Regions from separate parts of the Mus musculus genome. Here regions 1 and 3 are each linked to region 2. A link is a contact called in public HiChIP or PLAC-seq data. All regions are on one chromosome and are shown on one strand. The core of a region is the stretch at or near the end of the contact, and the rest is flanking DNA. Distances in the headings are between cores, read along the strand shown. Region 1 overlaps Hvcn1 (hydrogen voltage-gated channel 1). Region 2 holds the start of Pptc7 (PTC7 protein phosphatase homolog). Region 3 overlaps Rad9b (RAD9 checkpoint clamp component B).

Region 1 (2,700 bases), core at 46-2,545, 49 kb after region 2:
GTTTTTGTTTTTACTTCTTGGTTCTTTTAGAGCCAGAAGAAATCAGCAAATTCATATGATAAGCGAAAGCCAAAGCATAGCCATATTGTGAGCAGGCTCACAGCACAGTCACCAAGCAGCATGAAGCATGGATCTGTGCACCGTGTGGATGAGCTGTGAGTGTTAACACTGAGTGCCCATGTGAGCCCCAGGTACAGCGCAGCCTGGGGTCCCGGTGGGGCAGGCTGGACAGGGACAAGAAGACTCGGAACTGGCTAGTGGGGGCCAGACAGTATCCCAGGTACTGTACGCCACAGAAATAGTTACTTTCCAATGATTAATTTTATATCACATGTCTGTCACCTGAAGTTAAAAGTGAGAAAGAGCAAGAAAAGACACTTGGCCTCTATGAACTGAACGCCCCTCCACCTGGCTGCTTTGTGTGGCAGGGAAGGTCACATCCCATCCTGTGGGGTGCCAACTGCAGGGTTCCATCAGCCTGCACTGGGACCGGAGCCTCAGCGGGCCACACGCTGGACTCTGAAGCAGCAATGGGCAAGTGAGCAGAGGGCTCAAGCTCTGGCGGCCCCTTGATCTAGATGAAAGCGCCAGACCCATCTCAAGCCTGCTGTCCCTAGAGCCTGGCTCACCCACATCTTCTCTTGCTTATGCCATCTCCTGTGACAAGTGACAGCACACACCATCACTAGGTCCTGCAGATCCTACCAGCAGACAGCAAGGATCCTGAACCCCCGCTCCTTCCTCCCATCCCATCCGGGGCTTCCATCCAAGATCTTCAACCAACCTGACCATGGCGGCCCCCACACAGCCCGTCCATGGCAGCCCCTGCCTTGGTGAGCAACCTTGCTGCTTTCTCCACAGGACCCTGGTACCCCTTCTCCACCCCCTACCCAGGCCACAGTCTCTTTCCATACCAGGCCCTTGACCAACTCAGGCCCCTGCCTGAAACATGCCTTTCTGCCCATAGGACCTATTATGCTCAGCTTTGAGCGTCACATGACAGTCACCACGACTACCTCCACCTCCAATTTCTGCCTGCAGGGGACATCTAGCAGGCTAAGCGGCATTTGTCTGTCATCCACAGTAGGTGGAAGACTGTCCCCTCAAACAATAAATACCTTTATGAGAGTCAGACCTAAGCCTGGCAGGCAGAGTGGTGGGGATGAGTCCCTTCAGAGGCAGGGACATGCAGGGGGCGGGGGGCGCTGGGGCTCCCTTTACAGCTGGAAGGAAGCAGGCTCTCTCCCTCTGCTCTGAAATTGCAGGTTTGGGATTTCAACCCCAACAACATAATACCACGTTTCCTGCCATAGCCGCAGAGGGGCCGGCAAGATGCAAGGGATGCTGGGTTGTTGGCTCACTTTAAGTGAGAGAAAAGACAAACATTTTTTTTTCTCTCCCTGAGAACAGTGTTCTTGGTGAGACCGAGGCTGCCTCTTCCTGCTTCCAGAAGGGACTTGGACTATGATACCCTGAGTGGCACCCCCAAAGTGCCTCCCTGAGCTACTGGACTCACCAGGAACTGACTGCCCCTATTTATTCTTTGGTCTCTTGCATTCTCCTGGAGGCATCCCTGCTTCTAGACAGCTGCTCGCCACCTCAGAGCAGAGACAGAAGCTTGCCCTTGTTCGTGGGGCCGGAGAGCTGGCTCCGTGGTTAAGAATGTTCACCGCAGAGGACCTAGGCTCAGTTCCTCAAACCCCCATCTGGTGACTTACAACCACCTAGATCTCTAGCTCCTGGAGATCAGACACCCCTGACCTCCGAGGGCTCCAGCATACAAATGATGCATGTATACACATATAAAAATCTTTTTGAAAAAAATTGCCCTTCACAATGGTAGAACAGATGGCTTGCAGAGTTCAGCTCAGCTTGTTTCTCTCTGCAGCCAGGAAGTTCCCCTCTCTCTCCCCCTGTGGTAGCATCTGCAGAGAGGTGGTGACAGTGAGAGTCAGGTGTGTGTGTGTGTGTGTGTGTGTGTGTATTTACATACATGTAAAAATCAGAGATCCACATTCGTGTCTACAGTTCCCCTATCCATTTCACTCTTTGAGACTGGGTAGCATTGTGTTAGACTCTCTCATGGAACCTGGGTCTCCCCCACTGGCCAGTGAGTCCCAAGGAACCTCTTGTCTACCTCCCAATGCTGTGATTGCTGGCACGTACTGCCACATCTGACATTTTCCCTGGGCACTGGGGACTCGAATTCAGGCCCTCATGCTTGTACAACAAGTGCTCCCCTCTCCCACCACCCCCCCATCCCTGTAACCACCTCCCAAGCCTCCCCAGCCTCCCTAGCCTCCCCAGCCTCCCCAGCCTCCCCAGCCCCACAGCCCCACATGCTCTCTGCTCTGAGGGCCAAGCATGGTGATGAGGTTGCAAAGCAGGGACCCTCATGCTTGTCCAGGAGTAGGCACTCTGGAATGAATGCTTCTCTCGTAGTACTCTGAGCATACACACTGGCCACAATGAAAGTAACTAGCATAAAATAACCGTTCATAGGTTGCCATAAAGATCCTCAGCAGTGGGTCCAGTCATGAGGCTGTGGAGCCACCATTCTCTAGCTCTAGAGTATTTCCACCACCCCAAAGGAAGTCCCATCTTTCTCAAGCGGCCACACCCTCTCTCTCCTTTCCTCCCTCCCACAGCCTCCCATCTGGCTCCCCGGCTGCTGGCTCTGCTGGACCGTTCCGCTATCCA
Region 2 (2,700 bases), core at 48-2,547:
TCTCTCTCTCTCTCTTTCTCTCTCTCTCCTCTCTCTCTCTCTCTCTCCTCTAGTAACTGGGATAGATCTTAGGAAGCACCTGTGGCCTAAAAAGCTGTGACCGAGTCTCACAGCCTTTTTGGCTGCAGCCTACAAGCAGGTCCAGCCATTCTATTTTGGGTCAAGGAGACCTTTCTGCCACCCCCAAGTGACCTCAAGTAGACAAGCTGGGTTAGGGAGAAAGCACTGCTAGAATTTCTAACCAGGCCAGCAGTCCACCCACAACCCCACGGCCCTTCCCGAAAAGGATGGCAATCCGAGGACGGTCCAGGCAGCGGGAAGAACCCACGACGGGGGGCTGTGGGCTCCCCGCCGTCTGTCTTCGGGTCTGCTCCCGGATCCCGCAGCTGGGACCGGGCCGTGGCGTCAGGAGCTCGCCAAGAAGCAGGGATTCCCGGGGCGCCAAGAGGGAGGAGGGAGTGAGGCAAAGCGAGGTTAGCAGCCTGCAGGTGTCGCCGAACGAGGAGGACGAGGTCGCGTGGGGGCTGTGACTAAGAAGAGTGCGCGGTTCTGCACCGGGACGGACTGGACACATTCCCAAGGCGGTGACCTTGGGCACGTGGCTCCACCGCTCTGTCCCTCAGTTTCCCCATTTCTAAAGTGTGGGGATGGGGAGGGAGGGATCGTGAGGCAGAAAACGCATCTCGGGGCGCTCGGCAAGGCGCTGCGCTGCGCTCAGCGGAGGAAGCAGGGAAGACTCGCACTCCGGAGTCCCCAGGAGGCCGACTTGGGGCCGGGGGACTCACCCAGGACGTCGGCCGAGCGGTGGCGGGCCACGAAACACGCGTCGTCCCCGTAGCACGCGCCCTTCTTGAGCAGGCCCTTACGGAAGTCCTTGCCGAAGCCGCAGCCCGCCGTCACCAACCCGTAGTCGCCGCTGCTGCCACCACCGCCGCCGCCGCCGCCGCCCGCCCTGGGGTCGGTCTGCGACAGGCCGCCGAGCACGGCACGGGCCACCAGGCGTCCATACGACAAGACCGAGAACATCGCCGCCGCCGCCCCCCCGAGGAGGCGCGGGGCCCGGGGCGCCGGAGGACGCCGAGGCCCGGAGCCGGCTCTCTCCTCCGCCGCAGCCGCGCCGCCGGGGCGTTCCTCAGGGCGGCGCGCACTGGCCACTGCCGCCCCTGCCCGCCGCACGGGGCCTCGCACACGCTCTACCGCACGCACTGGAGCCAGAGCGAGGTCAGAGCCGGCGGCTCCTCCGCCTCAACCACACTGGGGTCCCGGCTGCAGCCGCCGCCGCCGCCGCCATCTTCCGCTCCACTAGCGTGTTCCGGGCCGCGCCGGCAGCGCCGCCCCCTCTCCGACCCCGCCCCGGCCCCGCCCCCTCTCCGCGGCTCAGGTCCAAGCCCCGCCCCCTCGGACTCGCAGCCCTATGTAGTCACCGGAATCGAGCGTGCGCAAAGGGTGTGGGCGCAGTGTCTCCTGGAAGTCGTAGTTAAGAGTTATAGTCGCTTTGGTCTTGGCTACCTGTGATCCAGGAGTTAGATTTACCAGAGGACTGTAAATTATTGAGAATGACCGGTAGACTGGGTTGTTGGGGGTTTTTTTTGGGGGGGAATTAGAATGGGTGTCCTGTTTTGATTTTTTTTCTCTCTCACCACCTTTTTTTTTCCCTCTTCTGATTTTTTTGAGATAGAGTTTCATCAAGCACAGGCTGACCTCAGACTCGCTCTGTCACCAAGGTTGGCCTTGGATTCCTTCTGATCTTGCCTACAGCTTCTCAAGTTCAAGGATTACAAATTATGTGCCACTATATCTTGTTTAACAGTTTCTTCCATACACACCACATACACACACCCTCTCTCTATATATATTCCTTTACATAACTGTAAGAAACCAAGATTGGGATTCTACACCATCTAGTATACTGGGTGAGAAACGGCAATCCTAACATTTCCATTATTCCTGTGTCTTGAAAGCCCCAGATCTAGTACCCTAGATCCTAAGTTTGACAGTCAACCTGGCCAAGCAGGTCTTTTTCCTGCCTCTGATTTGGAGGCCTTCAGAAACTGTGGAGGGCTGAGAGAACTGCCAAGATGAGGCCTCTTTCTCCAGCCACAGCTGCCTTCTCTTTTCAAGAGGGTCATCCCTTGGCAGAAAGAAGGGGTCAGGCATGATGGCCTATAGCTCTAATCCCTGGCAGTTAGGAGGCAGAGGTAGGCAGATCTGTGAACATGAGGCCAGCCTGATCTACATAGTGAGTTACAGGTCAGTTAAGGTTACATAGACACCCTGTCTCAAAAAAGAAAGAAAGAAAGAAAGAAAGAAAGAAAGAAAGAAAGAAAGAAAGAAAGAAAGAAAGAAAGAGAGAGAGAAAGAGAGAGAAAGAAAGAAAGAAGAGAGAGGGAGATAAAGAAGAGAGGGGGCACTTTCTATTTTATTTTTTCTAAAACTCTTGGCCTATTTGAACAAAGATCAAACAGCCTTCCCCAAATATTAACAATTGTAAGTTATTTCCCTAAGAAATTATTTCAGTTGAGTAACAGCAAAGACTCTTTATCATCATCATCGTCATTACTGTTCTTTTTTTTTTTTTTTAAGATTTATTTATTATTATATCTAAGTACACTGTAACTGTCTTCAGACACACCAGAAGAGGGCGTCAGATCTCATTATGGATGGTTGTGAGCTACCATGTGGTTGCTGGGATTTGAACTC
Region 3 (2,702 bases), core at 117-2,616, 51 kb before region 2:
GGTGGACCTCACAGCAGGGCCAGAGCCTTCGGATTCTCTTGAATATGTTATCATATAACTCACATATACAACAGATCACTTCATGTAGTCATTCAAGTACACTTGTGGGTGTACAAGCACCATTATAACTAGACTATTCCGGTTTGCCTGGCCCAAGCCCCAGGTGACCACTTAGCCACTTTCTGTCTCTGTGAGTTTCCCAGACTGGACACTTTGTAGATACAAACTTGGAACCTTGTCCTTTTGTGCCTGCACTCTTGCATGCAGCAGGTTTTCTATGTTGTCTTTACCTGTATTTCATTTTTCTTCATGATTTATTCCTTCTCATAGATGGCTACATTTTCTATATCCATTTACCACTGATGAATCTTTTGATTGTCTCGCTTTATGACTCTTATGAATCACACTGCTATGAGCGGCTGTACATAACCTTTTGTGTAGATGTTTCATTTGGACATAGGTTTGGGAGGGAAAGTGCTGAGTCATATTGTAGCTTTCTATTTAGCCTTATGAAAATGGCCAGATGTTTCCCACCATTTTTTTCCTCCAAGCAGTGATGAAGGTCCGGGTTTCTCTATTCCATTGACAGTCCTTGCTCTTGTCTATTTTTGGAACCTAATGGCTATGACTTAGCTTCTAGTCTCGGTTTGATTTGCTTCCTAAATGTAATGATGTCCAGCTTCATAGACAGCTGTTGTTATCATGTAGCATGGATGCATGTCTGTTAAGACTCTCTCTTCCCAAGCCGGGCGTGGTGGCGAACGCCTTTAATCCCAGCACTCCAGAGGCAGAGGCAGGCGGATTTCTGAGTTCGAGGCCAGCTAAAGTGAGTTCCAGGACAGCCAGGGCTGTCTCCAAAAACCAAAAACCAAACAAACAAAACAACAACAACAAAAAAACCGACTCTCTCTTCCCTGCAATGATGTCATCCTCTTCCCCGGGATAATGTCATCTGACTACTCTGCCAGCCCTTGTCACACCTGTGAATTTCAAACACTCCCTTGGCACTGTCAGTAGGCATTTTCTTCTCTCCTCTTACTTATTCTGAGGAATCTGTCTATGTAACCTGGCTCGTCTTGAACAACTGACCGTCCCAAGCGCTAGGATAATGTGGCTTGTCACCAATGCCTCACTTCTGTGGTTTTCCTCCTCCTTCACCTTTTTCCTGTGCTGGGTTTTGAACCCAGGCCTCACACAAGGTAGGCAAGCACTCTGCTGCTGGGTCTCCAGGTCCCCCAACCCCTCTCTTTTTTAGGATTGGCTCAGCCTAGTTTAGAACTCACTGAGTGGCGTAGCTCACTGGCCTTGAACTGACGGCAGTCCTCTTGCCTCAGCTTCTCAGTGCTGGGTTGTAAGTGTGACTCACCAACCATGCCTAGCTTCTAGACATCTTTTTAGCTTTTACTTTGAGACAGAGGCTGAGATGCCCAAGCTGGTCTTGAGCCCTAAGTTATCTTTTAAGTCACACTTTTATAATTTAGTCTATCTCTTTTATGCTTTTTAATTAATTGATTAATTAATTAATCAGTTATTGATTTTCCAAAACAGGGTTTCTCTTTGTAACAGTCCTGGGTATCCTGGAACTCACTCTGTAGACCAGGCTGGGCTTGAATCCACAGAGATCTACCTGCCTCTGCCTCCTGAGTGCTGGGATTAAAGTCATGTATGCCACCATGCCCAGCTTAATTTATTAATTTTTTATTTAAATTTGGAGAGGATTTAAATTTTTAATATTTTAAAACAGCATAGGATATATAGTTCACTCAAAAAGTATAACTTAATTTTATATGTAAACTATATAGTACTCTCTTTTAGAATTAGTCAGCTTTGGCTATATGTGATGACCCAGACCTGTAATTTCAGTAATTGGGAGGCTGAGACAGGAGGATTAGGAATTCAAGGCCACCTTTGGCCACATAGCATTTTGAGGCTAATCTGGGCTACATGAGACCCTGTCTCACTAAGTACTTTAGATAAATAGATAGAGATAGATAGATAGAACTTTAGATAGATAGATAGATAGATAGATAGATAGATAGATAGGATAGAGACAGACAGACAGACAGACAAAAATAGATGAAGTAAAAAGACACATGGTATTCTGGTTGTTGTTTATTGCTGACAGCAAGCCATTCCAAAACATCGTAGCTGGGACAGTCCTTTCTACCTCTCAGGACTCTGCAGGCTGATGGGACTCAGAGGTATAGTTGCCACTTGGGGCCTCACCTGCTGTGGTTAGGCAGTGATGAGCTAGAAGCACCCAAAGATCTGGAGGCAGTATCTGGGGCGTGCCAGCTGGCTGCTGAGACTAGTTTGGCACAGGTGGTGGCCTTGCTTTGCCTTTTCCTGCTGATTAGCGCAGTCACAGAGCTACCCAGCTTCAAGAGTGGAGTGTCCTTTAAACTCCACCTTCAGGGCAGGACAAAGACTCCCCTCTATGATTCACTCTTGGTTAGCACATGCCTCGGTTTTTTTTTTTTTTTTTTTTTTTTTTTTTAAAGATTTATTTATTTATTATATGTAAGTACACTGTAGCTGTCTTCAGACACTCCAGAAGAGGGCATCAGATCTCATTACGGGTGGTTGTGAGCCACCATGTGGTTGCTGGGATTTGAACTTTGGACCTTTGGAAGAGCAGTCGGGTGCTCTTACCCACTGAGCCATCTCACCAGCCCCATGCCTCGGTTTTAATCTTTATTTTC

What was found. HiChIP or PLAC-seq counts read pairs in DNA pulled down with a chosen protein or histone mark.
Region 1: a CTCF HiChIP or PLAC-seq map of CD8 T cells shows a contact between it and region 2, with 6 read pairs. The contact joins the enhancer-like site here to the promoter of Pptc7 in region 2. A contact is called at or near these places in 1 of 15 datasets of contacts at CTCF or cohesin (CD8 T cells), 1 of 484 Hi-C or Micro-C datasets (CD4 T cells), 2 of 115 datasets of contacts at active chromatin or transcription factors (effector CD8 T cells and embryonic stem cells) and 3 of 9 other capture datasets (adipose tissue, liver and pancreatic islet).
Region 3: a contact with region 2 is called in an H3K4me3 HiChIP or PLAC-seq map of the SCID.adh cell line, with 15 read pairs. The contact joins the enhancer-like site here to the promoter of Pptc7 in region 2. A contact is called at or near these places in 23 of 39 promoter capture datasets (the 3T3-L1 cell line, 3T3-L1-derived adipocytes, the C10 cell line and 17 more), 3 of 15 datasets of contacts at CTCF or cohesin (CD8 T cells, the NIH/3T3 cell line and hippocampal excitatory neurons), 105 of 484 Hi-C or Micro-C datasets (the 3T3-L1 cell line, 3T3-L1-derived adipocytes, the 63-12 cell line and 77 more), 30 of 115 datasets of contacts at active chromatin or transcription factors (the 230-238 cell line, CD4 T cells, CD8 T cells and 18 more) and 3 of 9 other capture datasets (adipose tissue, liver and pancreatic islet).

Annotation. Positions count from the first base shown.
Region 1 is chr5:122,233,971-122,236,670 of GRCm38.p6, reverse strand. All of the region lies in intron 4 of Hvcn1 (hydrogen voltage-gated channel 1), which reads right to left. Among named protein-coding and RNA genes, the nearest start is that of Hvcn1, 26 kb to the right of the region's middle. Within about 2 kb of position 1,295, at least 73 of the 459 cell types and tissues checked have an H3K27ac peak or open chromatin away from gene starts, as enhancers often do. A contact at or near this core is called in CD8 T cells, where this site is marked.
Region 2 is chr5:122,282,995-122,285,694 of GRCm38.p6, reverse strand. It overlaps Pptc7 (PTC7 protein phosphatase homolog), which reads right to left and starts at 1,297. Exons shown (of 6, transcript NM_177242.4): 1 at 786-1,297. The coding sequence starts at 1,026.
Region 3 is chr5:122,334,530-122,337,231 of GRCm38.p6, reverse strand. The region is part of intron 6 of Rad9b (RAD9 checkpoint clamp component B); the gene reads left to right. Among named protein-coding and RNA genes, the nearest start is that of Rad9b, 18 kb to the left of the region's middle. Within about 2 kb of position 1,366, at least 7 of the 459 cell types and tissues checked have an H3K27ac peak or open chromatin away from gene starts, as enhancers often do. A contact at or near this core is called in the SCID.adh cell line, where this site is marked.